2 separate regions of the Gossypium hirsutum genome follow, and region 2 is linked to region 1. The links are chromatin contacts, called in public Hi-C maps. All regions are on one chromosome and are shown on one strand. Each heading gives the region's core, a stretch centred on a gene start, on an enhancer-like site or on the middle of the called end of the contact. The rest is flanking DNA. Distances are from core to core; before and after follow the strand shown. Region 1 has its middle 12 kb from the start of LOC121225963. Region 2 holds the start of LOC107920702.

What was found. A called contact is a pair of places that touch in the nucleus more often than the background predicts.
Region 2: a Hi-C map of petal shows a contact between it and region 1, with 2.4 times the contacts expected there. The contact joins the promoter of LOC107920702 here to the enhancer-like site in region 1. A contact is called at or near these places in 13 of 34 Hi-C or Micro-C datasets (callus, fibers, hypocotyl and 3 more).

The regions. Positions count from the first base shown.
Region 1 is chrD13:31,994,252-32,000,929 of Gossypium_hirsutum_v2.1, forward strand. It overlaps the pseudogene LOC107926485. Among protein-coding and RNA genes, the nearest start is that of LOC121225963, 12 kb to the left of the region's middle. Within about 2 kb of position 3,865, at least 8 of the 9 cell types and tissues checked have an H3K27ac peak or open chromatin away from gene starts, as enhancers often do. A contact at or near this core is called in fibers and hypocotyl, where this site is marked.
Region 2 is chrD13:32,223,074-32,229,751 of Gossypium_hirsutum_v2.1, forward strand. It overlaps LOC107920702, which reads left to right and starts at 3,674. Exons shown (of 4, transcript XM_016850525.2): 1 at 3,674-3,973; 2 at 4,517-4,643; 3 at 4,759-4,831. The coding sequence starts at 3,946.

The DNA.
Region 1 (6,678 bases), core at 2,615-5,114:
GCACTAGCTCTTCTTGAAAATCCCTTAGTTTTGCTGTTTCTTTTGCATCAGTGTCTCTCATTTTCACTGGATCTGCCAGTTTTTCTACATTTTTATGCAGTAATTATTATTATAGCTTTCAATCACTTTACTGCGAAAAAAAAACAACCGTAGGGTGTTTAGATAGTTGAATTTACCTGGACAGTCCGTTCTTGGGGTGCTTCGATTGACAACAATATCAAAGGAACCAGCCCACGCATCACGCTTTGTTAGAAATTCTTTGAGATTGAAAATCTTCTTAAGTGTTGCTGCAATGGAGGAATGCTCGAACTCTGATGTAGGATCTGGCCCTGATGGCCTATGCAACACTGAATTCAGCATACTCAATGTCAGCCACATTTTTATCCAAACCAATCTGAGTAAGCTTGGTTATAAGCAACATATCATAATCTTGCATCCGGACTTACCTGTTCCAGGCTCAATCCAAGGGGAAACCATAATGGCAGGAACCCTGCAACCAAGACGATCAAACTTGAAGTTATAAGGCTCAGGACCGACAATATCATCGGGGCTAGGGACTCCGGTTGGTGTCGGAACATGGTCATAGAAACCACCATGTTCATCATATATGACCAGGAACAAGATTTCATTCCATTGAGGACTTGATCTGAGCGCTTCATAGATTTCCTTCACAAGCTTCTGGCCCTCTGAGACGTCATGGGAAGGGTGGTCCTCGTTTGCAGCAGCTGTTAAAATGTCAAAATATCTGGGCTCAATCACCACATAATTTGGTAGCTTCCCATCCTTACAGTGACGCTTGAAGCTTAGATCGTATTGATGGAAATTGTCCACATATTTCAAGTGCCTAAGCTTCCTGATATTAATTAATGAAACCATATTATCAGCATCAATTAATTCATATTAGTACATCTCTTCTATTATATGATCTTTGTAAGAATAATGAGATTTATTTACGTCTCTTTTCTTTCATTTGTAGATGGATTTGGATTTTTTTTTCTCCAATCCACCGAATCTAAGTGATTTTATTTGTTATTAAGTTTTCTTTTTTAATTTTTTTATCTATAAATGTTTGAGATTCAAAAACAAAATTAATAAAAGTTGAAATAAAGTAAAATAAACATTTTCCCTTAGATATATCCAATAAAAATGTTGAATAATTGCATTGAGTCTTAGCTCGATTAGCATGGACATTGTTGTCTATGCAAGAGGACGTGAGTTTGAGTGCGTTCAACCACATTATCCTCTTATTTATAAGTTGGGGAGAAGTTATATGTAGTTTTAAATATTATATATACTAGATTATATCAATATATATTTATAAATGACTTATTTAACAATTAAATTATAGGTAAAATGGTAAAATATTTATAATCAGACCCTCATCATTTTCATGTTCAATCATTAGATATTTAGTTTTTTAGTTGATTTATTTAAATATTTTATATAAAAATAGTAAAAGATAATAACACAATTATATTAATATTCATTACTTTGTTAAAAAAATTATTTTTAGGTAATTTTTTTTGTTTAAATTGATGTCGAATTCACCTATGACGCCAATTTAATCAGCTGCATTATGTAAGTACCAGATTATGGCACACCAGGATAGGTAGGGGACATGCTCCCTCCCCCTCCCCCTCCCCCTAAATGGAACATTGCTCCTTAGACCTCTCTAAAATCAACAAAATTATAAGTTAATACAAAGTAAAATTATAGTTTGCCCTTAAAATGACAAATTTTTTATTCAAACTTTCTAACAATTATAATGATGTAAGCTAACATAATGGTGAAATTACATTTTAGCTTATAGAAATATATAGTTTAATTTCAGTCTCAAAATTTTTGACTTTGCCCTTGGCATCCTCGAAAATATATTATGTAAGAAATATATTTATAAAAAAAAATTAATATGAAAAACAAATGAGGTTTTGATTATTTTATAAAAACAATGAGAATTCAAATATTATAATATGTGGCTATTTTTTAAAATTTTACAGTAATATTAATTATTTTATAAAAAATATTTTTAATAATACGATAAATAATAAGCCATACCAACACAATTAAACATTTAAAAGAATAGTAATTATAGATAAACACTAACTTTAAATTTTACTTGACGTGTAATTATAGATGAATTAGTTGAAAGTTTGATTGAAAATACAAAAATTTCTTCTTTGAACACGTTACGTGTAATGTAGATCTAAAAATTGGCACCCAAAGTCAAGGAATCTTATTAGAAAGAAACAAAAATAACTTTACCTAAAACAAACACAAATCATTAAACTAAATGTAAAATATTAAACTTTGAATAAGATATGGTTTTGGAGAAAAAAACTTTGTATATATCTAAAAGGTAGGTAATAATAATAAAGAATTCAGCAGTAGTCATGATGTTTTTAATGATATTGAAAGGGTGTCATGATTTTAATTGGTCCCTGTTTATTGCTTTTCGTTAGCTATTGTTACCTTCACACTAGGAAAAAGGAAAAAATGAATTTTTAATTCATTTATTTTTGAAATGTCGTGTATTTTAATCTCTTAATAATTGATATTGTTTTATGAATAGTTAGTATTAATTTTTTTGGATTAAATAGTTAAAATTTTAAAGTTATTATATGTTTTAAGTTTATATTTAGAATTTAATTTTTAATTTAGTTTTTTTTTGAATTTAAAAATTAGGCCTAATTATTGACATCGTTAAATTTTTCTATTAAATTTGCTTTGTATGACATTTTAAAATTAAAAAAAATACTCACTCGATAATCATGTAATAAAAAATATCATTACAATATAAATATTGGCATTTTAATGATGTTAATAATTCTTTAAATTTACTTTGGTATTTTAATTAGGATAAACTATTTGATTAACTAATAACATTATAAACATTGAAGTATCAAATTATATAAAATATTCAAATATAAAGATCAAACCTCAAATTTTAATATTATATAAGGAGCGGAATTGAAATTTAATCATTTTATATCAAAAAAATTAAGGACGGAAATTAAAAATTAACCATTACAATATAAAAAAGAAGTCAGCGTCAAAGAAGGAAGGCTTCCTTTTATATATAGTATAGATATGGTAGTTGGGTATTCAATTTATATGCTAGCATTTTTTTTAAAATATATCATCTCCAAAGATAAAAATATGAACGAGAGAAAAAGTGTTCACATCTACCGACTACCATAGTTACCTAATTGGAAGCAAAAAAAAAAATGAAAACCAACTTAGAGGTTCTGATTTTAACGTGCTTAAATATATAATATTTTCAATTTTATAGGTTGAGGGAAAAAATATATGTAAATAAATCCCAATCAAACATAAGAAAATTTCTTTTTGAACAATTGATTGGATAAAAAAACAATTTGTCAGTAACAGAAATATGGTAAAAAAGAATTCTTGAAGATGGATTGATGGAACTTGTCAATTTCAAAATTTAATCTTGAAACAATAAAAATTATGATATAAGAGATAATAAGTGTGGATGACCTCTTAATTTAATAGCAAAAGCATTATATTATAAATACAAAAGTTTGAGTTCAATTTTAAATAATATTATTCTCCACTCCTAATTATTAAGAAATCTTTTAGTTATATTTTTTTTGTAAGTATATAAAAAGGTGTATAGCAATATGATATTTAATTAATTTTAATATTAAAAAGTGAATAGTGTATGAAGCTTTGGATTTGGATTGACGAAGAAAAAGAAGAGCAGCAAGTGGTTATTGTGTATGAGCTTTATTGTTTTTTAAAGTGGTTTATTATATTTTTAAAATTTCAATTATATGGGAATGGGACCCTTTCAACATTATTGGATTCTTGTGGTTTTGGATGGTGATGAGCGAAATAATTAAATTCTAAACAATCTTATTATGCAGCTAAAGTAATTGACTTTAAATAATAGAACATGGCCAGCCTATCATGATTCGGAAGTTAGATGACTCTAATTTTAATTAAATAAATTTACATACAATTTACAAGAAGGATACCATCAACCTAGTGTAAAAAAAAATTCTATTGAAAAAAAATTCAATTAATCTCGTATATTTTGATTTTGGACATTCCTACTACTCTTATAAAAAAGATATTCCTTTAAAATGTGTTAATTTTTTTTTATTAATCCTTGTATTTTATAAAATTATGAATTTAATCTTTATATTTTAATTTGATCAATTTTAGTCTCGGTCCTTTTCGAATAGATCAAATTTTATCCCTGTAGTCTTTGAATTTTGAAATTTTAATTCTAACTCAAATAGTAGCAGTTAAATATGTTTGATTAAATTTTATTACTAATATTGTATTATGGGTTTAGTAGTAGATTTAGTCAATATTCTCTAATTGGTCATTTTAAATCCTTATACTTTCGAATTTTAAAAATTTAATCTTGACATAAATGATAATTGTTTATCTACTAACTTGAATTTTAGTGAGTAATATATAAACATATCAAACTGATATGACATTAAATATATAATAATATACTTGCTGCATTAGATTTTGGAATTTAATTAATAAATTTAGTAATTATTGTTTGGTGATTACTAAAATTTTAAATTTTAAAATATACAAAAACTAAAAATGACCAAATCAAAATATAGAGATTATTTCCACAACTTTTATAAAAAAAATATAGATTAATATTAGAATTTATTTATTTTGTATTATAGTTAAAAGAGTGAGGAAAAAAGGCCACATAAATAAAATTTTAGAAAATATATTATATAAATGAAAGGTAAGGGAAAATAATAGAAAACCAAAATCTGACCTCCATCTCAATAATGGAAAACTTTTGTGAGCTGATGTGTATCAAAAGTTTGAAAAAAGTGTATACGTGCAGAAATTAATTCAGATTAAGATTGATATTAAATAAATATAAATTAATATCATCAAAGGAAATAATATTTAAAAAATAAAATTAATACCGTAATTCTATAGAATAAAAATTAAGAATTCCAGAAGAGCTAAGTTAAAATTATTACCTGTAAAAAAGCGTAGATGGAAAAGATTGATAATAAATCCCAAAGCTATATCCATTCTCTTCCAATGATTCAAATATAGTTTTTTGAGGAAATCCTTCGATAAGCTGTTGTGTGTTGTTGCTCATGGCACCATGCGACGTCGCTGAGTGTACGTAAAGCCTGTTAGGCTGCGTCGACGCCGGCAACGACGCAAACCATCGATCACACACTGCGAACTCCGTCACTAACTGCTTAAACACTGGCACAGCCTCCGGTTTAATTCATTACGGTCTCCGACAGCCCCGGAGTTGTACGTTCAGCATTTTGTACAAAACCGTTCATTTTTATCTCCGGGTTCGGATCCGGGTTGTTGGTATCCCACGTTTTGCCGGATACTTGTTCGTATATGGCTTGGAAAGAGTGGTCGGGGTCGGGATCAACGTAGCCGGCGGTGTCCTTGAAGGTGATTTGGGTGGAGTTGGGGTCGGAGGTGGAAATGGGGTTGGATTCGGAGCCTGTCACACCGCCGATTTCTGGGTTTATAGTTTTGAACCAGCCTAACATGTGGTCAAAGGAACGGTTCTCTTGAACCAAGACAACCACTGTTTTGATTGGAGATGGAGTTGCAGAGCTTGTTTCAACTGCCATTGTTGATATCTTGGAGCTTTCTTGACAAGCTCTTTGTTTCTGGCAAAATGGGGATTTTTTTTCTCTTTTTGGCCAGAAGCAAAATGGGATTAGCTTAATGTTTTTGGCGCTGAAAGTTACCCATATTATATATTAATGAATGAGAATGATGTGAATATTTTAAGTAATTTTAAACATAGGTGTTTTTGGCTTCCTAAAAAAACAAAAAACATGTGTTTTTGGCTAAAGTTCAAAACCTTTAATCATTTCATCTCCTCTCGATATTTTAATACATTGAATATAATAATAAGTTATATACGTGCACTGAGCATTAACGTTTAGTTAATTTTAATAAAATATTTTAATTTATACAATTAACAGAAGTAATCATTATTTATAAGATATTAGAAATTTTATCACTTGAATATACTTATAGAAACTATGTATTTAAAATACAAATATGTATTTAAAAATAATATATCATAAATAATGAAACTTTTGACAATCTTTTGGCACAATGACAAAAGTATTTTATCGTAGGTATAAAAGCTTAAGTTCAACTCCAAGCGATCCTAAACACTCTCATGCTCCACCTCCAGTCATAATAATAATAATAATAATAATAATAATAACAACAACAACAACAATAATAACAACAACAGATGGAATATATACGATATTAAACTTTAAAAAATGACACCAATTTTGATTAACTTATACACTAACCCAATCAATAGTACAAAAAAAAATCAAAATAAGGCTTTGATTGGGTGGTAATTTAAGGTTTTACCAATACAATTGGCATGAGTTTGTATTTCATTAGACGTGTTCATGGGTCGGGCTACTTGCCCAGCTCAAAGGCCCACTCGAAATTTGGGAGGGTTCAGGCAAAAATATTATACTCGAAAAATGGGCTTTGACAAACAAATTAGGCTTGTTTAAAATATGGGTTGAACTTGGGCTTGAACGTTCAAGACACAAGCTCGGCCTGACCCATTTTTAAGTTTGTAATATTTTATATTATGTTATTCTTATATATTATATATGTAACACACCACACTTGACTCAATCGTCAAATTTCAAA
Region 2 (6,678 bases), core at 2,424-4,923, 230 kb after region 1:
CTAACTGGGTCAATTTTCAAAATTTTAATTTTCTGCTGTGTAAGAAAACCATTTTCAAACCAAAATTTTTCCAACAGTCACAACATTGAGAATAAGAGGTTAACATTGTGACTTCAGCAGGGGATGTCACAATGTTGAGGGTAGGGAAATCCAATGTCATGACCTCAATAGGGGAGAATCGCGACCATGGGGACAAAAGATCAATGTCGCAGAATCCCCCAAACTTTGCATCATTTAATTCAAACCTATCAATCTCACAATTCAAATGGTCTAAGTGATCCAAAAATGCAATTCAATTAATCTTAAACATTATTTCAATGACCCAATTAACTTCATTAACATTCATAACATCTTAATACATATAATCTTAAGCATATCCAAATCCATTTAAGTCATATGCTTCATACATATATATATTTTCTATTTATATGCTCCTATTCAAGATAACATTTTTCATCCAAAGTACCAAAATGACATTTCTCAATATAAGACCAACTCAACCTTAGGTACATGCCACTTATTGATAACATAATGAGACTATACAAACTTACTGAGTTGAAATTTATGATCTGGATGCTATTTCCCTTCTTGAAACCTCGAGATCAACTGCTACCAATAAACGAAAATAAACAACCATCGCTAAGCGATAAAGCTCAATGGTATTTTCATTATTCAAATAAATAATAAAATAATAATAGCATGTCAAAAATACAATCAAAATATGATCTAATTATCAACAATTTCTATTCATTCATGTCTCATGTACCAAATTCATACCCTATTTCATTTGGTAAACTCATATAAATATACTATTTTTGCTCTCTATCATTGCATTACATTCATTTATATTCCATAACATATGATTCATTCACCTCAATTTCTCATTTCTTTTTTTAGTCTATTTATTCGACTCAAATCCATATTTTCCCTTAGGGCTCAATTAAATTGGTTCACAAAATCTTTCACATGTTATTGTTTGTCACATTTGACATATATATACATGATATACCATTTTTCATCAACATTTCATATCAAATATCATTTAGCAAGCTCATGTTTTATAATCCTTATTACTGAAACACGAACTTAAGATAGATACACGGATCATCCAACCATCACACCAATATATTTGGCACCCAATGCCTCATCGAAACGTCAAAAGTATAAATTGCGCTTTGCGCCTTATTGGTATAACCGAAGTAAAGTGTGATCCGCACCTTATCAGACATTCAAAGTACAATATGCGCTCTGTGCCACATTGTATAAATCGAAGTATAATCTCGTACACTAATCCTATGGCATGCCAACTATACCCGACTTTGCCCGGGACAAGTAATAGGGTAACCAATGATTCTAACACACATACATATTTATGATCTTATATCGGAATTTTATATAATACAAACTATATCACGCTCAAATCAATTAGATTGTTAATACTCCATACCATCAAATAAAATTTGAATCATGAGACAAACAGAATATTTTACCTTAAATAAGCTAGTTTGTATCTAAACATACATATCTATGCATGTTGAATTCAAATCATGAAAATACAAACCGTATTCGTTACTTGTCTACGACTCTTATCTTTCCTTTCTCTCGTGATGGCCCAACGTCATTTTTAACTTCATTCGATAATTCAATTATAAAAATGATTTTAGTTCACATTCAAACACATAATCAACATATTTTGCATTTTATTCATTTTAGTCCCTATATTAAAAATACTCATAATTGTCCATATCTTACATCGGATCAAAACTCAATTTCATATTCTTTCATTAGGGACCCTATATTTTTCATCTCTAGCATAATTTCATGATCTTTAATTTTATTCAATATGGTCCCTAATATGAAAATTAACTAAATATTTAATTCTAAGCTATTTTCCCTATCTTTCAATACAATCATAGTAAAATCTAAGTTCAACAACTAGATATCTACCATTATCAAGCTCAATTTCATCAACCTCCAATAATGGTAACTTGTTGTACACTTAGAAATTACAAAATTTAAAGCATGGGTGTGATGAACTAAGCTTAGATGATTAAGATTTTTTTTTTTAAATCACAACAAATTGCTTCCTTACATGCTCAATTGAATGGCCGAAAGTTAAATGGATGAGCAATGTTTTCTTCTTTTATTTCTCAAGCCTAGACAGTTGAAAGCTTAAGGAAGAAGATGATAATGTTGTCATCTCCCACTTAAGTTAATATATATGCTTAGATTAAAGATAAATTAATCTTAATTAATCATGTTTATTTCACTAATTTATCATATTTATATTTATTAATTACAATTATATCAATTAAATGGCTACATCATCATTTCCCACTATGTCAGAAAAAAAAATTTTAAAAACCAGTTAGGTGCTTTGGATAATTGCCAACTAAGTCCTCAAGCATTTTCTAAATTATAATTTAATAGTGATTGGACTTTTACAATTTAGTCCCTAAACTTTAATTAATGATTTTTTCGGTTAAATTACTTAATCGGTCTTTAATATATTTTTATACCAGCTCTGTAAATCTTCTTATTTTATCTTTACGAACTCAGTTTAAGGAAATGGGGTTCCGAAATTGTATTTTTCGACACTAACAAAAGTTCAGTCGTTACATTTCCCTCATTTTCTCTCACTTTACCAATTTTTGAAAATTTCATCTACTTTTATTTAAATTTAAATTTTTATAATTTTTAAAATTTAAAAAAGGAATTTCAAATTTTTATTATATTATATATAATTAGGGTCAAATTGACAGAAAGTATAAAAATCAAGGACTAAAATTGTTATTATACCAACTAAAAATTATCGTTTAACCATAGGTGACAAAATATTTGAAAACGAAAGTGATCAAATTGTAACATTTTTGTAGTTAAGTGACCAAAATAAAAATTTACCCATAATTTTGTGATTAATGGTGGAATTTACCCTAAAATAAAAATAAAAAGTCATGGGTAAATTACACCACAGGTTACTCAACTATGGGTCATTTTCTTTTTGATCATCCAACTATGAATTTTTTTTAGATTGATCAACCAACTATGGATTTGTTTCTTTTTTTTTTGTCACCCAACTATAATTTTTTAAAATTGGTCACATAATTAATCGAGATTATATTTTTTAGTCCATTTCCATTAATTGCACTAATGGAAAGGTGACATGATAGTTGAAAAATCGGCATAACAATAAATTTAGCCCTTAACTTTTACATAATATATTGATTTATTCATAATTTTAAAAAATTAACCCTAAAAATTTACAATTGATCTCAATTTGATCCTAATTTCTAAAAAGATTCAAAGAAATATATAAAAATACATAAATATTTCAAATAAATAATAATAAAGTTATATTTATATTTATATTTATATTTATATTTATATTTATATTTATATTTATATTAAATAAAAATTAAGATCAAATTGAGACCATTTGTAAATTTTGAGAGTTAATTTTTTAAAATTATGATTAAATCGATATAATATATAAAAGTTAAAAGTTAAATTTGTTATTATATTGATTTCTCAACTGCCATGTCACTCTCCCGCCAGTGCAATTAACAAAAATGGATTAAAAAAATACAATCTCGATTAATTAGGTGACAAAAAAGAAACAAATTCATAATTGAGTGACAAAAGATAATAACCCATAGTTGGATGACATATGGGCGTAGTTTACCCAAAAGTCATAGATGAAATGTGAAGATTGGATCTGCGAAGTACATCACCACATGTCCACTTCCACACGTTACTATCATCCACCTTTAATGTGCTACGTCACTTCTAATTTTTGAAACGCCACCGTATCAAGTGTCCTTTCCCTCTCGTCTTTTGCTTTATTTTTCTTTCCGCCGTAAATCCACCATGGGATACACCTTCATCTTTGTTTCATCGGCACACTGAAACCTTTAGAATCTCCAAAGCTACGTCGTTTCTGAAGTCATGGGACAAATCCTAGAAAAAATCCATGGTAAGCTTTTTTCTCTCCCTTTTAAATTTCCCTTTATCTCGAAACTTTGTTATTCAAAAGTTTATGATATTTGAAACCCAGAAGTCGATTCTTTTAAATCATGGGAATTAAGGGCGCTTTTTAATATATATATATTAGTATATATTCCATAGAAAGGTATTCTCTTTTAGCCGTATCTTATTTTTGTAAAGACTATATTATATTTAAATTAAAAAGAAAAGGTCTAACTTTTTGTTTTCTATAGAAAATTTAAATTTCTAATTTTTATTGTTTTAAAAGTACAGGTCAAATTAAGCTTTAATTATCGCTTCAGAGAAATGGGCATCTGGAATTATGATGGGTAGATGTTCATGTTGAGTGATTAGTTTGAACAAGTGTTTTTTCATGGCTTCTGCTTTCATTGATATTTACCGTGCTGGGTTGGATTTGATATTCTCTGGAAACTGTATTTTATTAGTATTGGGTTTAATGAGAGGAAGTAACATTTCACTGTTTGTAGTGCTATAAGCGAGTATTTGATAGTTTAACACTTGCTTTTTGCAGGGAAGGAATGGAGAAAGAGACAGATTAGGAAAATCAGTGATAAGGTTTTTGAGCGTGTCAAAAATCAATCAGGAAGAGCTACTTTGACATTTGAAGATCTATATATCGCTGTCTTGCTGGTGTATAAGTGAGGAATTTTGCTTATACGTTCTATGTTTCATTCATTTCATAATCATGCAATGGTACATGTACTGTTAACCGCTTTCTATGTTAAATGCATCTTTAATTTATTCCTTCTGTAGTGATATTAATAAGCGTTTGCCTGGGCCGCACTTTGATCCACCCTCTAAGGACCAAATCAGATCAATGATGCAGGTAATCTACAACTCTTTCTTGAGAATATACATTATATACTTTACTGGGTTTAATTTGTCAAATTTGATCTTCGTTACTTTTCTAAAACTGAAAAGTTAGTCCAACTCGGTAAACACTATTGAATCTTGTTATAAAATCATTGACTTACAAACTAGCAGTTCATAGATTTATATGCAAGGAAGCAAAACTCACCGGTTCAACAATTTATATATAATAAATTAGTAAAAATTAATAGTTCAAGCTCAAGTTCATGTATTTATCAACAATTACACTAATTTCTCAGTTTCTATAACATAGGTGAATTTCATAATTAGACCCAGTTTGATACAGTGAATGTTATGAATATGCTTGAGCAGCTTGCATTTGATATTCTGTATAATGTGTAATTGATTGACACGGTGTATCAGAGAACATAGCTAATGATCAATGGATGTCACTGCATGTTTACATGTTTTAAGAATAAAAGTTAATTATTTGAGTGCTTTTGGTAGAAAGGAAGCTCCTCAAGTTTTAAAGGGTGCATTTGTGAAGGTTGATAGTCTGATAGGAAGGATGTCATTTTGTTAATCAATCTCGAATCAATATTTCGTTATCGAAAATAGTCTGAGGGCTGGACCCTCAACAAGTTTAGTATTTTCTTTGAATCGGATCTCGTCTCTCAGCTCGACCGAAAGCCTGGTAGGTTTACAAAGCGGGAGCGCCTTGTATTGCAAGAACAGGAAGAGGTCATTGCATGAGCGAGAAGAAGCCATGGTTGCCAAAGAGCAAGTGCATGGCGCCATGGTTGCTGAAAAGCAAGCTCATGGCAAGGCTCGAGCCCAAGACCTCCAGCATATAGAGTAGGGGTGATCATTCAATTGAATCGAGTGAAAATTTCAAGTTAATCGAGTTGATGTGTTCTATTTTATGATCGTAACTCGATTAAAATGAAATTTAAGTCGAGTTGAATCGAGTGAAATTAAAAAATTAAATATATCAAATTAAAATCTTGTTACAATATAATTAATTCTATGTTAGAGAACATAAATTTGAAACCATATATATTTGAAAAAAATTTCAAAGCAAAATAAGAAAAAAAAGTACTTTAGTGTGATAGAGTTAAATCATTAATTTAACTTATTTAGGTCTCGAAGTTATTTTTTTAGAAAAATTTTAACTTTATATATTCTTTAGAATTTTGGAATTTTTATAAATATTTTGAATTTTAAAATTATATTGATTTTTTTTTTGTAATTATTGTTGAGAAATCAATTTACTCATTTTCAAAATTGACAGGGACAAAGGGGTTATTTACACCAATTTGTTATTCGAATTGTTCAAATTGTAAGATTCAACTGGAACTTGAAACTCGAATTTTTTATTTGAGTTGACTCAAAAAAATCGAATAACTTGATTCAATTAACTTGAAATTCAAATTCTTTTAGATTTTATTGAATTGAATCGAGTTTTATTCACCTTTAATATAGAGGGACTTGAGGGAGCCATGGTACCATTTGAGCTAGCTTTTAAACAATCATAGTGTCATGTGCTCGCTCTTTGGCGATCACGACTTCTGTCTGTTTAGCCCTTCCGTGGTGCTCACGCTTTGTAAATTTGCCAGGGCTCTCAAGGGAGGCAAAATCCTGATAGGAGATAATATCGGACTTTTTTAGAGTCTGACCCTCTATGAAAAAATATGAGGTTTTTGTTTGATTCAGGATAACTGGAAGTATACTATAAGGAAAGAAGAAAAAGGAAGGGTTCATATGCAATGTTCAATTTGGGATAATGCAAATTTTATATGTTTCAAATATATTAATGTAGTAGGCTCAGGTAACATATTGGAGCTGCTGACATGTTCCATTCAT